Regions from separate parts of the Anas platyrhynchos genome. Here region 1 is linked to region 2. Evidence: chromatin contacts called from public Hi-C data. All regions are on one chromosome and are shown on one strand. The core of a region is the stretch at or near the end of the contact, and the rest is flanking DNA. Distances in the headings are between cores, read along the strand shown. Region 1 holds the start of GATA6 (GATA binding protein 6). Region 2 has its middle 53 kb from the start of GATA6.

What was found. A called contact is a pair of places that touch in the nucleus more often than the background predicts.
Region 1: a contact with region 2 is called in a Hi-C map of small yellow follicle, with 2.4 times the contacts expected there. The contact joins the promoter of GATA6 here to the enhancer-like site in region 2. A contact is called at or near these places in 3 of 8 Hi-C or Micro-C datasets (F1 follicle, F5 follicle and small yellow follicle).

What each region holds. Positions count from the first base shown.
Region 1 is chr2:54,610,947-54,614,294 of IASCAAS_PekinDuck_T2T, reverse strand. It overlaps GATA6 (GATA binding protein 6), which reads right to left and starts at 1,445. Exons shown (of 7, transcript XM_027451957.3): 1 at 1,293-1,445; 2 at 1-146. The coding sequence starts at 127. It overlaps LOC101798838 (a long non-coding RNA gene), which reads left to right and starts at 1,678. Exons shown (of 3, transcript XR_011807594.1): 1 at 1,678-1,986.
Region 2 is chr2:54,557,925-54,561,530 of IASCAAS_PekinDuck_T2T, reverse strand. No RefSeq gene overlaps it. Among named protein-coding and RNA genes, the nearest start is that of GATA6, 53 kb to the left of the region's middle. Within about 2 kb of position 1,755, at least 4 of the 8 cell types and tissues checked have an H3K27ac peak or open chromatin away from gene starts, as enhancers often do. A contact at or near this core is called in F1 follicle and small yellow follicle, where this site is marked.

The DNA.
Region 1 (3,348 bases), core at 196-2,695, 53 kb before region 2:
AGGAGGAGGAGGAGGAAGGCGAAGGAGGAGACGGGCCCGGCTCGCTGGCCGCGAAGGGGCAGGAGGAAGCGCCGGAGTCCGCAGCGCCCCGCTTCAGCACGCACCAGCCGCCTTCAGCCACGGCCATCCAGGTCCCCTTCTAGCCGCTGGGTGGGGATGGGGAAGGGAGGAGGGCAGGGGGAGGAGGGAGGGAGGGAGGGAAGGAGGGAGGGGAGGGGGGTCCGCAGGGCAGGGCGGGGAGGGAGGGCACAAAAGAGGAGGGAGAGAGGGAGGGGGGGGGAGAGAGAAATAATAACAACAAAGTTAGCGAGCGGGACAGCCGCTCTCCCGCCCGCAACCAGGCTCAGCGGGGACCCTCGGAGCGCCCCGTGGCTCACACCGCCCCACCGCTGCCCCCCTCGTCCCCACCGGGCTCTGGGGAGGGTGTGGGGACGAGGGGGGGCAGAGGGACGTGTCCCCTGGCTTGGCCGCCGCCGCTGCCCTTGTTGTTGTTAGCGCTGCCTCAATGAATGAGTCATTTGACTCGGTTCCACCGAGAAAACAATTAGCAGGGCGATCCCTGGAAGGGTGCTTCTCCGGGGGGAGACGGGAGCTTCTCCGCCGGGAGCCCCGCTCTTTTGCTCGTCTCCAGCCCAAGGTCACGGAAAGGAGGAGGAGGAGGAGGAGGAGGAGGAGGGAAGGCACCCGGGAGCCGGGGGATGCGCAGGGGCCGGGCCCCGACGTGTGCGCTGTGATGGGGTCGGGGCTGGGGGTGCTGTGCATGGGGCAGGAGCCGGTGGCAGCGGGACGGCCCCGACCCCCAGCAGGTCCTTTTGGGGTCGGCACCGTCCCGCCGCCAGCCGGGCACCGCTGGCATCCCGGGACCGCCGGGGCACGGGCAGGCAGGCAGGCGGGCACCCGCTGCGTTTCGGGGGGAAAGAGCAGAAAGGGAAAGGGGACTCCGAGGGGTGACAGCGAGCAAAGCCTCCGGTGGGGGTCCCCTCCCTCAGCCCACCGAGATAACCGCCCCCCGACCCGCGCAGCGCGCCCGGCCCCACGCCACCCACCCCCCGGCAGCCAGGGACGCCTCTCCCTATCCCCCTGCGAGATAACGGGCGGATAGATAAGGGCCGGCCAGATAAGGGCTGCAGCCACCGGCATCGGATGTTTGCCCACCGGGCTTCCCCGGGGCTCCCCCGGGCCGGGAGCGGCTCGGCTCCCCTCGGCGGCCGGCCCCGGGGTGGGCTGTGCGGGGCGGGGGGGAGATGGGGCCGGGGAAGCTCGGGGATAAGAGAAAAAGGGCCGGGGCAAACCTGCAGCCGGTGGCCCTCATGGGGCCGGGTCCCGGGGAGGTAAATCCGGTGGCGAGGGGGGCGAGCGGCGGCGGCGAGTCCGGCGGCGGCGGCGGGCGGCTGGATGTATAAAAAGGAGAGAGGAGGAGGCGCCTCTCGCAGCCCTGCCGGAAAAGTGCAGGCAGCAGCCGCTGATTGGGCTCGGCCGGCCCTAAAACAAACACGGAGCTCCGCGGGGGTGCCAGGCCCGGCGGCGAAACCGGCCCGAGGCTCGGCCACGGAGGGGGCGGGCGCCCTGGAGGCCGCCCCGTCGAGGGGGGGGGGGACGGGGACACGGATACAGGGACACGGGGGGGGCACCGCGGGGATGGGATGGGATGGGATGGGAGGGGGCAGCGGCCCCCTGCCCAGGGGTGAGCGGAGGGGGCTCGTAGAAATGATGATGATGATTTTAAAGCACAGTGAATGCCTCCCCCCCCCTCTCCTCCCTCCCCCGTTTAGGGGGAACGTTCACGTTTTCTTAGGGATTTTTTTGTGCCCCGGAGGATGTGCCCTTGGCTCCCGCTGTAAGGGATCAGGTGAACGACCCCAAATCTGCCGGTTCTTATAAGCAGAGCCATCCGAGAGGAAAAAACCGTGGCTCCTCCTTGAGCTGCCCCAGCCATCAGGTGAAGCCAAAGCCGGCCGTAGGATGTGGCCAAGCCAGCAGCAGGCGGTAGGCATTTTTCCGCTGTTTCTTTCTCATTCTTCCCTTTTTCTCCCCCCCCCCAAAACCTCTCCCTTTAACCCTTCCCCCCCCCCCTCCTCCCCCCTCCCCAGCCCTATCCTCTTATCTCAGCTGTGTACAAACCGATACGGCACTTAGCAGGAAAGTGACTGGAAATTAAAATAACTCGGTTCGCCAGAGGTTATCAGCTGGGTATCTGTCATCATCAGTCCCTCCAGAAAGACGCATCCGCGGCCAGGGCTGCCAGCAGAGCTCAGCCCGGGCTCGCCGGGGCCGCATCCAGCCCGGGGCCCGGGCCCCGCTTCTCCTGGGGGGTCGCAAGGCAAAGGTGACCTGGGGCAGGCGACGACAGAGGCTGGGGGATGTGGCACGGGGCAGCCAGCTGCTCCGCCGGCGCCTGGGAGGGGGGGGACGTGTCGCGACAGCGAGGCTTTATCGCGCGCCGTGATTGCGGGGATGTCGCGGCAGGGGTCGGGGAGGGACGAGCGGGTGCCTGGGGAGCCGGTTCCCTGTGGGGTTAAAGGCGGGCTAATGAACTTCTGGCTAATGAACAGCGCTCCTCGGGTCGCCCTGCCTGATAAAAAAAGGCAGAGATTGGAGGGATTTTTCTTTTCTTTTTAACCTTTTTGACTTTTAGACGCTCTTTCGTGGGGGTCATTTTCAACAGAAAACGCTTCGTCGTCTCGAAATTCCCCGCCTTTTCTGCCGACACGAATTTGCCACTTTATTTAATTTTAATTTTTTTTTTTTACGTGTTTTCACTTAAAAAAAATAAATTAAAAAATACGCTCCAGGAGCGGGGGAAGGATGCAAACGCCTCTTCATCCCAGCCAGGCTGCCGCCGCGCCCCGTAACTGCGCTTTATTAATTAATATTAATTGCAATTCCTTCATTTTCCCATTTAGCAAGCCCAGCCGGACTGGGACCAGCGTGGCAAACCGCCCCCACGCACCCCTTGCCCCTCCACCCTCGCTCCTTCTCCTTTCAGCTCTGCCCCCGGGTCCAGCCCTCGGCTGCTCCCTCTTGGTGACGTCACCGCCTTCCCAAATCCCCGCGTGACGTCATTTTTCAGCCCGGGGCACACGGCGGGGCGGTGGCACCAGGGCGGGATGCGCGATGGGCTGCGGGGTTTTGGGGCCGAGGGAAGCCCCGCAAGGGGATGCTCGGAGCTTGGAGGCACCCCGGGGAGCCGAGGCAGCAAGGAACTGCCCGTCGTGGCCAAAAAGGGAAGGATGATTTAAAAAAAAAAAATACTAAAAGGGTTTGCATCCAATTAAGGCAAAGCCCCTCACGGGCACTTCGGCCTCCCAAAAAAGGGGTGGGGGAGAGCCGCCTGCGGGCGCGCCCTGC
Region 2 (3,606 bases), core at 506-3,005:
CACCATGGAAGATAAGAAGAAAAAGAGGACAAAAAAGAAGAAAAAAAAAAAAAAAAAGGAGGATGAAATTCTCGTAGCATGAAAATCCTCTGGCTTCATCCGCTGTCTAGTGGGATGCCATTAGCTTGGAGGTCTCCCCACTTAGGTGGAGGCAGCCTGGGGCATATTTTGGGACCCCTGCATGACGGCAGGTGGTTTATCGACTTTCCTGGCCTTCATCAAAGCTACCCTCAATCAAACACAACAAATTAAATTTCATCGATATTACGAAGGAAAGGAATAATTTCTGGGATCTACAAAGGGGGTTCAGTTTGCGAGAGTCATGACAGGCTATCACATTTTGCTTTGCTTTGTATTTTTAACGTGCTGCCTCCCTGTTTAAATTGCAGGAGAACCAAGGAACCTTCACCAACACAAACTGTTCTTCTCGCTGACCTTGCAGATAACCATGAACCAAAACATGCGGCTCTCTAATTGCTGTTCCTGACGGTGCTTTACAAGATTGCGCTAAATTTAACAAGGAGGAGGAGGAGCAGCAAGCTGAAAACTTTTCCAAACATTTCTTTTCTGTCGTGGAGGGGAGGATTCAGGTGCAAGAAGAGTCACTGCAGACCTCTTGTGAAGGCAATGGAAGAGCAATAGGTGGAAACAACCAGAGGACCTGACTGCATTGCACAGAACTAATCTAACCCGAGGCTGAAGTCTGCATGCACACAGGCATTAAAATGCTCGTGTGCATGTTAAAAGCCACCCAGTTTTACATTCAGTCCCCGTGCTTTGGGTTTGTATGACAAGGGAGGACAGGAGACATGAGGAGCAGTAGTGCCCTGCACTACCCTGTTCCTGCCCCATCAGCCCCACACCATGACAAGGGCAGGAGGCGTGGGTGCCAGCATGTACCACAAATGCTCTGTAGGTGCTGGAGGACTTCTATTTTATTTTTTTTTAATTTATAATATTTTGGTGTTTTTGTTGTTTGTTTGTTTGTTTGTTTGTTTTTCCTTCTCCTGCCCCTCCTGGCCTGTTATGTTCCATGCCTGTGATTTTTCAGAGGAAGCAGATGTTGCTCCGACCACAGTAATTGTCACAGTGCTTAATTTCATTAGGCTCTTAGGCAAGACTCTCAGCACCTTTCACAAGCTGCGTATGCCACCCAGAGAGTCTCAAATCACACCAAGGCAAAGCCCTCCCTCAGGTGGATCACAGCATCTCCAAAAAGGACCCTCAAGCCAGGAGGCACCGGCTCAGCTTGGAGCTGCTTGCTTAGTCAGCTGCTGCTGCAGGAAAATAACTTGTCAGAGATCAGAGTAAAATCAGTGCAGGGACATCAAAATACTGCTTTAAACACTCACTGATCAAGAAAAAAATGGCTACAAAAAGCTGTTTAGAGTTGGTGCCTGGTCTGGTGGGCAACCCAGGGCCCTGGAAAGCCTTCCATGAGCAGAAACCTGGGATTAATTATTCCTCGCCCTGCCACTGTTGTCTCCGTGCCTCTTCTCCCTGCCTGCATATGTCGTGTCTAACAGGACCGCAGCTCCTTGGGCCAGAGGCTGCTTCTCACTCAAGCTTTGCATATTACCAGGGTGGCAAAGCCATTTTGTGGTTGTTTCCACAATCCGAGCAGCAGCAGCAGCACCAAACCAAACCTTTGGGCACGCTCAATGTTGACAAGTAGCGCTGCTGCCCATGTTGACGGAGCGGTGACTTTGTACTGCGCTGGAGCCCGGGCTGTTGTGTCTTTTCCAATTGTATTGTGTTGTTTGGCTTTGGAAAAGAGCAGAAGCACATGACTACAAGGACGGGAGATTCTCCCATGTCCCCACCGCATATTTCAGGCAACCAAAATTAACCTCTTCACGGGAGGCAGAGAGACAGCGTGCAGCGAGGTGCGGCAAGCGCAGCGAATGCGGCAAGGGGGAGCGGAGCAGAAACAAACCCATTCACAGACAAGGGAAACACAAAAAGCTGCTGCAGATAACCCAGGGCAAAATACGAAGCAGCTGCAGAGATCCACCTGGGTGGGAGAGAAGAGAGCGTGGAGGACCTGCCAAGGGACGGGGCTGCAGTTGAGCTGTATGTGAGAGAGAAGCATTTGATAGCTTGCACTGCAGAGCTCTCGTGATCCATTTATTTTCTCTGGAGGAGTGTTCAGCTTGGAAATAGTGTAGGAAGCACTGATGAAGGCAAATGCCCACATCCCTGCACTGAAAGGAGATGGGCCATCAGCAGTACCTGCACCACATGGTCTCCAAAGGGCCGTGTTGTGGCACCATCCCGCTACAAACCCAAACTCGTGCCCCAGCGTGCCGGGCATTTTACCTCTCCCAGATGAGCTGTTGCCATTCGGGTGCTGCAGTGAGGGAGGAGAGGTTATTAACAGGTGGCCCAGGAAGCTGCTGTAACGCACTGAGAACTCAGCAAAACATCTAAAATCACTGTCAGCACTTCAGGGAATAGCCAGCACAAGGATCCAGCTCTGAACAGTCCCTTCGGTCTTTGCTATCTCTAGCTGCACATGGACGTAAAACAGCAACATCAGCAGAGTTTGACCAAAATAATGGCCCAGAACCCAAAATGCCACTCCTTACATCCACTCATAATCCCTTCCTTCCTTTCCAGCCCTGGCTCCAAAATCCCTAACCATAAAGAGCCCAGGTAGCTCCAACCCCAGCGCCAGCAGCGGTGGGAATTCCCACCCGGCGCTAACTGGTTAAGAATAATCTTTACATTTTTCCCGAGCTGCCGTGTTCCAGGGAGCTTGAATTAACAATTCACCGAGCGTGTTAGTTTTGAATGACTGCATTGAAATCAGCACAAACTCAAACAGAAGCCCTATAAAAAGCCAGGGCTTTATCGTGCGCTCGGTGGAGGCAGAAAGAAGGCCGGTGGGAAGGAAACAATACCCGTCTGAGCGGAGCGAGCGGTTATCTGCTTGCCATCAGCACAGGCCAGTCGTGTTGTTTTTCCGTCCGCTCACCATGTGAGCAGGCTACGGTGTACAGTACCAGGCGGTGCAAAAGCCCACGGCCGGGTCCTTCTGTTTGTAGGGCTTGCTGACATAAGGTGGAGTTCAGGTTATTGTGGTGTGGGACGTTTCCTGCCCCAGCCGCTGATAAAGGCAAATCCCAGCAGCCTTACAGGCTCTCTTTGTCCAGGACCAGAGCTATGCACAGCCTGCATACGCCCAGCCCTCTCCCTGTGCCCGAGGATGCTTCACCGCACGCCGAGCATCCCCTGGGTGAGCAGGGGATGCTGATGAGGCTGGCACACCGCATCCCCTGAGCTCTTCACCTCCGGGAGCAGAGGAGGATGTGTCCGTGCCGAGGAGCAGTGCCGGTGAGCACACGGAGTAAAAGGATTAAAAGCAAGCTGAGGTGCAAATGAAGGTCTGGCAGTGAAAACGGCATTAAGCTCGCTTTGCATCACCCAGCTTGGTGTCTCCGGAGTGATGTCTCTGTCGTGCCAGGTGTGTCCTGCCCCAAACTACCTCCTGCCCTGCAGGGAGCCCAGCAGCAGGCCCGGAGATGCTTACAGCTCTGGAGGTGAACATCCCTGGCAGTGCATAGCCGTGCAGATAACTCTCCTGCCTCTCAACACAGGGCAGCC